Linked DNA regions of Sus scrofa: region 2 is linked to region 1. A link is a contact called in public Hi-C data. All regions are on one chromosome and are shown on one strand. The core of a region is the stretch at or near the end of the contact, and the rest is flanking DNA. Distances in the headings are between cores, read along the strand shown. Region 1 holds the start of ALDH16A1 (aldehyde dehydrogenase family 16 member A1). Region 2 holds the start of FCGRT (Fc fragment of IgG receptor and transporter).

Region 1 (5,679 bases), core at 1,633-4,132:
CTGTGGATTGGATTTGGTGGCTGTGGTGTAGACCAGCAAGTGCAGCTCCAATTCAACCCCTAGCCTGGGAACTTCCATATGCCAAGGGTGCAGCCCTCAAAAAAAATTTTCTTCTGGTCTGGAAAGAAATTACTGAATTACTGACCAATCCAATTCGATCATTCCCTCCAGCCTCTGGACCCCTCTGTCCTCTGCTGAGAACCCTCTTCTCTGTCTTGGCCTGATGAACTCCTGAGGTTCCTTCAGATCTTATACCCAACACCTCCTCCTCCTCCAGGAAGCCTTCCCTGATCCCTCAGTGCAAGTGAAGACCCTCCTCCAGCGGGGCACAGAATCACACCGTATGGAAATCGCATCTGCCTCCTTTGCCCTCATCCAAGACTAAGAGTTTCTCAAGGGCAGCTTCTGGATTTGATGAGTCCCTACTCCCCAGGGCACTGGCCAAAGCTTCATCCCAGGAAGCTTCAGGGGACACATGTGAGCTGCCCGGGGACTCCAGCCAGGAGATCAGCTAAGGAGCACCTGCCCAGCCCTCTCTCGCCCTGGGATAGAGCAGGGAGAAGAGTCAGCCTGGCCAGGTGACCAGAACCGGGACTGTCCAGTGCAGGTGCTGGATGCCAGAAGGCTTGGGATATGCCACGGGGAAGAGGATCAGATCAGGAGGCCGGGTTTCTAGGTCCTGAAGGGGAAGCCAGGGTCTCAGGCCCTGGCTTCTTGGATCCTTGGGAAGAAAGGACCAAGAGGACTAGATTCCTGGGGCCTCTCAAGGCACTGACTTGCATCCAGTTCGGCATGCGGCTCTCCCAGACTCATGGGGATGCGGAACCCGGCTTGGTCCTCCTCCAGCATTTGAAGCAGCTCGTCCTCAGTCAAGTCAGCCGGAGGAGGGATGGAGGGAGAGTGACAGATGTTGATGAAAACCTTGCCTTCAGATGAGTTGGTCTTTATGCAGAAACCTGGAGCAAATGGGTTTGGCCGTGACCCTCTGTTGCTGCCTGGATCTCGGGGTCCAGCCTTCTTCTGATCTGTCGCCCTCCTTGAGTATTAGTCCTCCACTCTCTGGGGCTGTTCCCCTCCCCGCCCTGGAATTTCTGACTACCTTTGAGTCTTCGTCCCGCTGGTCACACCTGTCCTCCCTGCCTCTCTTTGGCTCTTGGCCCCTTCCCTGCTCTCTGGGTCTCCATCACTCCTCCCGCTCAAAGCCTCTCTACCCCACCATTACTGTTTCTCCTCCCTCCCTCCTCTTCCTGTGTCCCCTGCCCCCCAGTCAGGGTCCACCTCTCTCTGGGACACTATCTCTTTCTCTTTACGTTTCTGTCTTTCTCACCAGGTTGAGGTTGTATCTGTGTAGATTCTGGTCGGCTTGTTTGGGCTTGCTGGAGCTCCTTGGAGGCCTGTGTGAAGGAAAGCAATTTTCAAGTTTGGCCTTTGTGCTATCAGAACCCCCTCATTCGTTTCGCAAATGTTTACTGAGCAATTTTTATGAATACTAGCCAGGCAGGGCATAAGACATACTATGGCCCCTTCCTACCTTGAGGAATCTGAAGAACAAGCCCAATTTTGCTCCCATGTCTTCCAGAGACTAGCAAACTTGAAGGTAAACAACTACAATTCCCGCACGGACGGACACACACACACACACACACACATATGTATTCCCCGAATCCCCAGGGACCCAGGAGTGCGTTCAATCGCACCTGCAGCAGCAGCTCCTCGAAAGGCGTCGTCTCCGTGCCCATCGTCTCTGCTTCGTTTAGCTCCGGCACCAGCAACGTCGAGTCGGCCATGGCCCTGGGGGAGAGACCTTGGCGTCCTCAGCAACCCCGGCGTGGGGGAACCATCGGCGGGATCTGAACTCTGAGACTAGTTCCTGGGCCCTTAACCAAATCGCGACACCCACTATTCTGTATGAAAACCTGAGAATCTGGCCCGAGACACTTTCACTCAGACCAGATACTGTCGTCAAATCTCTTAAGAGCCAGTGTCTCTAGATGCTAAGTCCTGCGTGCCAAAGGTGCAAACTACAGCCACTCTTTTGATCCCTGCGTAATCAGGAACTTGAGTAAGTCACACTACCCCAACGCTTCATCAATCCTGCAACTGTATTCCGTTACCAATCACAGACCAATCTAGTCCAAGGCTGAAGCCACGCCTCTCATCTCAACCAATCAATACAAAGTCCTGATAGTCACTAAATGCCACACTTCCTGCGGGATTCAAGCCACGCTTCCGGCTCCTTCCGGATAGCCGACTCCGGCCAGTAGCTGGGCAAATCTGTCACACTTTAAGAACATTAATTTCATGGAGTTCCCGTCGTGGCGCAGTGGTTAAGGAATCCGACTAGGAACCATGAGGTTGCGGGTTTGATCCCTGGCCTTGTTCAGTGGGTTAAGGATCCGGCGTTGCCGTGAGCTGTGGTGTAGGTTGCAGACGCGGCTTGGATCCCGCGTTGCTGTGGCTCTGGTGTAGGCCGGTGGCTACAGCTCCGATTGACCCCTAGCCTGGGAACCTCCATATGCCGCGGGCGCGGCCCAAGAAATAGCAAAAAGACAAAAAAAAAAAAAAAAAAACATTAATTTCAGTGTCCATCCTAAGACTCTCTTTTGACCTCTGAACAACCACCTCGTTCCAGAACTAGATTCTATTCTCGATAAAATGTATTTAGGACTAAAAACTGCAATTCCGGTATCCAACACAAACAGGATAGCGAGACGCTGGAGCTCTCACAACTATTTGAAGTCACTCACACTTTCGTTCCCCATTCGCCCCGCTCTGAGGACTGCGCATGATCCAAACTACACTTCCGTGCGCAGACCCATGGGCGGGGTCACCAGGTCCTGGGCGGGGTTACGCTCTATCTCCCATAGCCCCGCCCTTTGGGTAGGAGGGGGCGGTGCTACCCTTCGGACCTCGAGGTTTCCTCCGGCAGAGCGCCCTGCAGTCGGTGGAAAGCGGCGGGGGAGCGCGATGGCCGAGACGTGTACAGGATCCCGCGCCAGCGAGATCTTCACCACGCTGGAGTACGGACCCGTGCCGGAGAGCCACGCATGCGCACTGGTGAGGGCTCGCCCGGCCCGCGCTGCCCATCCCCCTCCCCAGTCTTCGGAGCCGAGTTTTGCGCGCGGACTCCCACGATCCACCGCGGCAGCTCAGTAACTCCGCCCCTCTCAGCTCCCGCGATTCCCGCCACTCCTTAGGACCCACCCCTGGAGGATGGTTTGTTGAGCTTCTTAGAGTTGCTGCCTCAGCCCGATAGTCTCTTCTCATGAGGCCCAGTGGCTGTCCCGTTACATGGTCCAGAATTCACGGTGGTGCTTCGCCGAGGGTGCTTCCGAGAATCCCCCGAGGGGGTCCTGTGATTCATCAAGGCCCCCTCATAACCTCCCGCGATTCCCTGGGGGGCTCCCGTGATCTTCCGAGGACTCAGAACCCACGTGTAGACTTACCGTTGATTCCTCAGAACATCCTATGGCTCCCGAGTTTCCCCGGAATTCCTGGAGGGGCTCCCTTGATCAACCAGAGACCTCCAAAACCTCCGCGGAGCCGCCGTGATTCCTCAGGGTCACCTCAATACTCGTGGGGTTCCTATAGTCTCGGGAGTTCTCAGAACCCCAGAATACATCAGAACTTTCTGTAATAACCTTCAGCCCCTCAGAATAACCCCATGGGGCTCCCGCGACCCCTCCGTATTCTTCAGGACTTCCATAAGACTCCCGTGATCCCTCAGGGTCCCCCAAGAACGCTCTTGGGGTTCCCTATAAAAGTAGGGTGCCTCGAATTTTCTGTAACTACCCTCAGCATTCCCCCACGGGGCCATCATGAAGGCACAGGGCCCTCTAGCGCCCGGGCGTGAGAAGCTTGGCCTTTCCTGGAGGGAAAGAAGGAGGTTGGAATAATGGTGAGACCAGAGCCTGCCGTAGGCTCTGGAGATGGAGAGGAGGGAGTGAGGCAGAGACGCAGGAGGGACAGGGTTTGCGTGTTGAGAGGGCAGGGACAAGGCCGCGGGTCTGTGGCTGAAAATGTGGCCTCGGATTTAAGTCCCAATTAAGTCCTCGGAGACAGTTTTAAGGAAGGGAACAAAGAGCTTTATTGCTTTGCCACGCAAAGGAGGACACAGCAGGCTGATGCCACAAAACCATGCCCTGCCTGGAGAGGGGATATCAAGGAGTTTTACAGGTTTAGCTCGGGAGTCAGGGTTATTGATTGAGGGGTCCTTGTTACTCGCACCCATAGATCATTTCAGTGTCATCAAGGCCGGCATCAGCGGGTCCCGTGATGGTTTCTGGTTGTCTTCGTGCTTATCATTCCTTGACCTCTGTGGACTGAAGATTGCTTACAGGGAAGGGGTGTTAGTGCTTGAATTAGAAGAGAAAACACTAGGCGCAATATAACTCTAGAAAGTAACCGTGAGTAAAAGAAAGCAGTTAGCAAGGAAGAGATCATTTGTGAAAAACCGGACACTAGGTGCAAGATAATTAGAAAGTATTAGGAGTTCCCGTCATGGCTCAGTGGTAACCCGGCCAGTATCCGTGAGGACTCAGGTTCGATCCCTGGCCTCGCTCACTGGGTTAAGGATCCAGCATTGCCATGAGCTGTGGTGTAAGTTGCAGACGCAGCTCAGGTCTGGCGTGGCTGTGGCTGTGGCCAACAGCCACAGCCCTGATTCAACCCCTAGCCTGGGAACTTCCATATGCTGTGGGTTTGGCCCTTAAAAAAAAAAAAAAAGAAAAAGAAATATATAAATAATAGAAAGTAAATATTAGTAAGAAGTTAGTGGGCCAAGGTAGGACATAACATAATGGAGACTGTTTTAACTGGTTTTATTTCCCAATCGTTAACTCTTGAGTCAGCCTTTTTTTTTTTTTTTTTTGTCTTTTTTTTTTTGCCTTTTCTAGGGCTGCACCCGTGGCTTATGGAGGTTCCCAGGCTAGGCGTCTAATCAGAGCTGTAGCTGCCAGCCTATGCCAGAGCCACAGCAATGCCAGATCCGAGCTGCGTCTGCGACCTACACCACAGCTCACGGCAACACCGGCTCCTTAACCCACAGAGCGAGGACAGGGATCGAACCTGCAACCTCATGGTTCCTAGTCAGATTCGTTAACCACTGAGCCACAACAGGAACTCCTTGAGTCAGCCTTTTGAGACTGAGGGGAGGCTAAAGGAAAGGTCTTTTGCTTCAAAACCCAAAGATTTAGGGTCTGGTACATGGTTTCCGATCTGGCTCAATCCCTGTCCTCCCACCTCACTTTCCATGATGAACCCAGAAGGAAGAGGGTATCAGAAAGGTTGGGAAAGGGCCCTGGGCTTGGTTATCACATGCTGAGAATGAGAGAGACCTGAGGACCTCAGGTCACGTGCAGGAGACAAATGCAACTGTGCTTGGCCCTCCAGTCTGGAGACAGGGACCTCATAGTGGAGAGATAATTGAGGAGTTCCCATTATGGCGTGGCTGAAACAAATCTAACCAGTATCCATGAGGATGTGGCTTCAATCCCTGGTCTCATTCAGTGGGTTAAGGATCTGGCAGTGCCATGAGCTGTGGTGTAGATTGGCAGCTGCAGCTCCAATTTGACCCCTAACCTGGAACTGCCATATGCCAGAAAAAGAAGAAAAAAAGAGAGAGAGGGATAATTGAATGGTGGGGAAGAGCTCCCGCTGTGTCTTGGGAGCTCTGGGACA
Region 2 (5,679 bases), core at 1,617-4,116, 61 kb after region 1:
TTGGGGATAAGATCTACCCTGAAAGCAGTGAGCTCGGAGTAAATCAGACTCCTCACCATGATGTGGCTTGTGCCCCCACCAAAAGAATTTTCTTAACAAATGTGGCTGCAGAATTCCCATTGTAGCTCAGTGGTATCGAACTCGACTAATATCCATGAGGGCAGGGGTTCAATCCCTGGCCTCGCTCAGTGGGTTAAGGATCTGGCGTTGCTGTTGCTGTGGTGTAGGCCAGCAGCCACAGCTCCAATTTAACCCCTCGCTTGGGAACTTCCATATGCCATGGGTTCGGCCCTAAAAAGACAAAAAAAAACCAAAACATTTTTTTTTGACTACACCTGTGACATGTGGAAGTTCCTGGGCCAGGGATCAAACCTGCACCACAGCAGTGACAATGTCCGATCCTTAACTTGCTGAGCTACCAGGGAACTCCAAGACTGCCTGCCTTTAGACGTGAACTGAAACTCTTTCCGGAGTCCCCAGCCTGCCAGCCTTCCCTATCAGATTTTGAATGCGCCAAGTGTCCACAATCACATGAGCCAATTCCTTATAATAAGTCTCTTTCTATATATATGCATACATCCTGTTGATTCTGTTTCTCCAGAGAACCCTGACTAACACATCATATGACCTAGCGAGTCCACTCCCAGCTATATATCCAAAAGAACCGAATGCAGTGATTCCAAAAAAATCCCCAAAAAGTGAGGGGGTACCCGTCAAGGCTCCTCAGAAACGAATCCGGCCAGCATCCATGAGGATGTGCTTTCGATCCCTGGACTCGCTCAGTGGGTTAAGGATCCAGCATTGCTGTGAGCCGTGGTGTAGGTCACAGAAGCAGCCTAGATCCAGCATTGCTGTGGCTGTGGTGTAGGCCCACAGCTATAGCTCTGATTCGACCCCTAACCTGGGAACCTCCATGTGCCGTGGGTGTGGCCCTAAAAAGCAAAGCAAAAAACAAAACAAAACAAAAAATGGGAGTTTCCATTTCCGCTCGGTGTGTTAAGAACCCGACTGAGGTTCTTATCAGGGATGCAAGTTCAATCCCTGGCCTCACTCAGTGGGTTAAGGATCCGCATTGTTATGGCTGTGGTATAGGCTGATATCTACAGCTTCAGCTGGACCCGTAGCCTGGGAACTTCCAGATGCCGCATGGCATGTATTGCTGTAAAAAGGAAAAGAACAAAAAACAAATTGCACACACACGCACGCAAACACACACTCAACTTAGACACAGATGTTCACAGCAGCATTATTTACTACAGCCAAAAAGTGAAACGACCCAAATGCCCATCAGTTGATTAATGAATCCACAAAATGTGGTTGATCCAGACAATAGAATATTATTCACCCATAGAAAGAAATTAAGGGAGTTCCTTGGTGGCTCTGTGGTTTAAGGATCTGGCATCACTGCTGCGGCTCTGACTACACCTGTGGTTTGGATTTGATCCCTGGCCCAGGAAATTCTGCACGACCTAGGCGAGGCCAAAAAAGAAATGAAGTTTTGACACATGGTACCACATGCATAAATCTTGAAAACAGTATTGGACATGGTGAAAAAAGCCAGACACAAAACGGCACCATATTGTAGGATTCCATTTCTCTGAAAATCCAGAAGAGGCAAATTCCTAGAGACAGAACGTACACATCGGTGATTGCCAGGAGCCGAGGGGAGCAGCGGGGCTACTTAAAGGGGTACGGGGTCTCCTTGGGGATGATGAAAAGGTTCTGGAACTAGGTAGTGGCTGTGGTGGCACAACAGAGAAGGCACTAAATGTCACCAACAGGAACGCTTTTGTTTTGTGCATTTTACCGCAATAAAACGGATGAATGGAAGCATTATAGCGGGAGTGTGGGCTGCGGGGGTGGGTGGGGGGGTTGGAAGAGGCCCCCAAGCACGAAGGTATATCAGGACTCTGTTACTGAGGTCCTATCAGAAGCTATCAAAGTACCGCAGGAGCACTTTAAGGGTACCCTGGGGGAGGGGTTCAAAGGAGGAAGTGTGGAAGTATCTGGAAGACTTATCACAGCAGGAGCCAGTGAAGACCTGGGGGGGGGTGCTGACGAGGTAAGAAGGGGGCCTGCGCCGATCTCTAAAGGTGGGGCTCCGATAAGGTTGACTCCCAACGTTGTCATGAATTTGCTGGATCGCCGGCACCCTCGAAAAACAAAACAAAACAAAGCCCCCAAACAAAACTCAAACCAGGGAGCCACAAAGAAAGAGACGGGGGAAAAAAAGGACCCAAGTTTCTAGAGAGAGGCTGAGACCAGCTCCCGGCTGGGCCCAGGGCCCGGGGTGTGCCCTGCAGCTGGGGGGCGGGGTTGGATATTCCCGGAGTGGAGGCGCCTCTCCGGACAGGATGTGAGAGAGGAACTGGGGTCTCCAGTCACGGGAGCCAGCTGGGGCCGCCGGCGGGAAGGGATCGCGGCTGCTGTGAGCGGGGCTGGGGCCCCAGAGCCTGGGAGGCGAGGGCCGGGCGCCGGGTTCTCGGCTCTCCAGGAGGAGGGAGCCCCGGGTCTGGACCTTTGGGTCGGAGGGAGGAGGGGCGGGCGGGCGGGCGGGCGGGAGCCGAGGACTCGCGGGTCCGAGGGAGGAGGAGGAGGAGGAGGAGGAGGAGGAGGAGGAGGAGGAGGAGGAGGAGGAGGAGGGGCCGCCTCCGCCGCCTCCCGGCCTATCCAGACTCTGTCACTCATTAACCCCGACGGAGCAAACGAAGGGGTGAAAGTTCATCGGGGAGGCGGGCCTTTCGGTCACTCTCCGGGACAGGAGCCCCGGAGCCCGCCGCCGCAGGGACTGGGGGACGCAGGGCGGGGCGGGGCGGGGGTCCCAGGGAGTCACGCGCCCCCTCCCGCCCCAGGTCTCCCGCTCAGGATGCGGGTCCCCCGGCCTCAGCCCTGGTGGCTCGCTCTGCTGCTCCTCCTGCTGCCCGGAACGCCGCGCGCAGGTGAGGGGGGCTCCGGGGCCGGGGCGGCCGGGCACCGGGGAGGTGCCGGCGGCCGGGAAAAGAGCAAAGGAAGCAACATCCGAGGCCCCGCTCGAGCCGGGCACTTCCTCCTTTGCTTCCCTGGGCTTCATCGCCTCCTCCCTCTGGCGGTGTGTCTGGGAAGCTCCCGGCCCCCCTCGCTGGGTCGCTGGCCCTCGGTCTGCGTGCGGCGCCCGCTGGCTGCCTTGGCCCCTCCGTCCGCGGTGCCGGCTCTTCCCCCTCGGGGCGAGGGTCACTGCCCCATCCGCCCCCTCCGCCCGTGTCTCCCGCAGACAACCACCGCTCCCTCCTGTACCACCTCACGGCCGTGTCCGCCCCCACCCCGGGCGCTCCCGCCTTCTGGGTGTCGGGCTGGCTGGGGCCCCAGCAGTACCTGAGCTACAATAACCTGCGCGCCCAGGCGGAGCCCTACGGCGCCTGGGTCTGGGAAAGCCAGGTGTCCTGGTACTGGGAGAAGGAGACCGCAGACCTGAGGAACAAGCAGAAGCTCTTTCTCGAGGCTCTCAAAACCTTGGAGGAAGGAGGTGGGCCTGGGACCCCGGGGGCGCAGGCAGGGGACGCGGGCGGGCGGCCTGGGTCCTGGCTGGGAGGGAGGCGGGGGGCTGTGGCCTCGGCGCCTGGGCGCGGCTCACGCGGCTGGCGGCGCCCCAGGGCCCTTCACCCTGCAGGGCCTTCTGGGCTGCGAATTGGGCCCCGACAATGTCTCGGTGCCTGTGGCCACGTTCGCCCTGAATGGCGAGGAGTTTATGAAGTTCGACACCAAGCTGGGCACCTGGGATGGGGAGTGGCCCGAGGCCCGGACCATTGGCTCCAAGTGGATGCAGGAGCCGGACGCGGTCAACAAGGAGAAGACCTTCCTGCTCTACTCCTGTCCCCACCGGCTGCTGGGGCATCTGGAGAGGGGCCGGGGCAACCTGGAGTGGAAGGGTGAGCAGCCCCCTGAGGGTCCCGCGAGGCCTCTCCTTCCCGACCCCCTGGCCTTCAGTCTACCCCCTCCTCCCGAGCCGCGTCCCAGGGGGTCTTCCTCCACGCCCAGCTGCCCCTCAGCCTGGCCCTGAGGCCCCACGCGGCCTGACCTCTGTCCCTCTCCTGACGTTTCTCCATCTGCTCCAGACAGAATCACCCAGAGTCCCTTGAGCTCCCAGCAGCCCTCCCATTCCTTCATCTTTGCCAGCTCCCCTGGTGCCAGATGCCACCGGCATCAGGTTCCCCTCTGGCCTGTGAGGTTTCGCTTGCCTCTTTGGGACGCCCACAGTGACCTCTGTTACATATACAGCACATGTCACTCTGAGCTATAATTACACCCATGTCTAGAGAGTTCAAGGGCTGCAGTTAGAGCTCTTTCCTCCTCATCGGCCCCCACATGGCAATTCCTGCTTCCGTCTCATCTCCGCCCTCATTGCAGACTCTCCTCCATTGCAGTCAGAGAAATGTTTTAAAAACCCTAAACGCGGAGTTCCCTGGTGGGCTCAGTGGGTTAAGGATCGACATTTTCACTGCCGTGGCTTGGGTTGCTGCTGTGCCACGGGTTCAGCCCCTAGCCTGGGAACTTCTGCATGCCACAGGCACAGCCAAAAAACCCCCACAAACCAATAAATGAGCTCCCATTCCGCCACTACTTAAAAGCATCCCATAGATCCCCACTAGTCTTAGGCTAAAATCCAAACTCTGCCCAGAGGCCTGCAAGCCCCAGATAATCTGGCTGCTTTCTGCTACTGTAATTTGACAGTGGCTCCAACTACAGTGGACTTCCTCCCTTCCTCCCGTATGCCAGGTTCTTCACCTCCACAGGGCCTTTGCACCTGCTGTTCGCTCTGCTTTGGATTCTCTTCCTTGGGATCCTACCATGACTGGGTCCTTCTCCTGCTTGAGATTTGACCTTGGATGTCAGCTCTCCAGCAGAGACCTCTGACCACCCTGGTGAAACGTGCCTCTCTCCCATCCCCATTAATGTCTCTCGTGCCATTGCTTTGTCCACGCCTTCCTTCATTATAGCATCTTTCATTTTTGTCTTTTTTTTTTTTTTTTTTTTTTTTTGGCCATACCCACAGCACATGTAAGTTTCTGGGACAGGTATTGAACCTGCGCCACTGCAAGAATGCAAGCTGCTGCAGTGACACCATCAGATCCTTAACCCACTGAGCCACAAGAGAACTCCCTTTTTTAAAAATTACTTAATGAATTTTATTACATTCATAGGTGTACAGCAATCAATACAACCAAATTTTACAGCATTTCCATCCCAAACCCTCGGGGCATCCCCCCACCCCACAACCTGTCTCCTTTGGAGACCATAAGTTTTTCAAAGTCGAGAGTCAGTATCTGTTCTGCAAAGAAGTTCATTGTATGCTTTTTTTAAGATTTCACATGTAAGTGATGGTATTTGATGTTGGTGTCTCATTGTCTGACTGACTTCACTTAGCATGATAATTTCTAGGTCCATCCATGTTCCTGCAAGTGCCATTATTTCTTTCCTTTTAATGGCTGAGTAATATTCCATTGTGTATATGTACCACATCTTCTGGATCCACTCCTCTGTCGATGGACATTTAGGTTGTGTCCATGTCTTGGCTATTGTACATAGTGCTGCAATGAACATTGGAGTACACCTGTCTTTGCGAATCGTGGTTTTCTCTGGAGAGATGCCCAGGAGTGGGATTGCTGGATCCAATGGTAGTTCTATGTTTAGTTTTCTGAGGAA

The links. A called contact is a pair of places that touch in the nucleus more often than the background predicts.
Region 2: a Hi-C map of skeletal muscle shows a contact between it and region 1, with 5 times the contacts expected there. The contact joins the promoter of FCGRT here to the promoter of ALDH16A1 in region 1. A contact is called at or near these places in 2 of 5 promoter capture datasets (fetal liver and liver), 4 of 47 Hi-C or Micro-C datasets (epiblast stem cells, liver and skeletal muscle) and 1 of 2 datasets of contacts at active chromatin or transcription factors (skeletal muscle).

Annotation. Positions count from the first base shown.
Region 1 is chr6:54,526,657-54,532,335 of Sscrofa11.1, forward strand. It overlaps ALDH16A1 (aldehyde dehydrogenase family 16 member A1), which reads left to right and starts at 2,883. Exons shown (of 18, transcript XM_021094740.1): 1 at 2,883-3,057. The coding sequence starts at 2,968. It overlaps PIH1D1 (PIH1 domain containing 1), which reads right to left and starts at 2,101. Exons shown (of 9, transcript NM_001244978.1): 1 at 1,698-2,101; 2 at 1,328-1,394; 3 at 777-956. The coding sequence starts at 1,787.
Region 2 is chr6:54,587,486-54,593,164 of Sscrofa11.1, forward strand. It overlaps FCGRT (Fc fragment of IgG receptor and transporter), which reads left to right and starts at 2,867. Exons shown (of 6, transcript NM_214197.2): 1 at 2,867-2,939; 2 at 3,251-3,502; 3 at 3,630-3,905. The coding sequence starts at 2,867.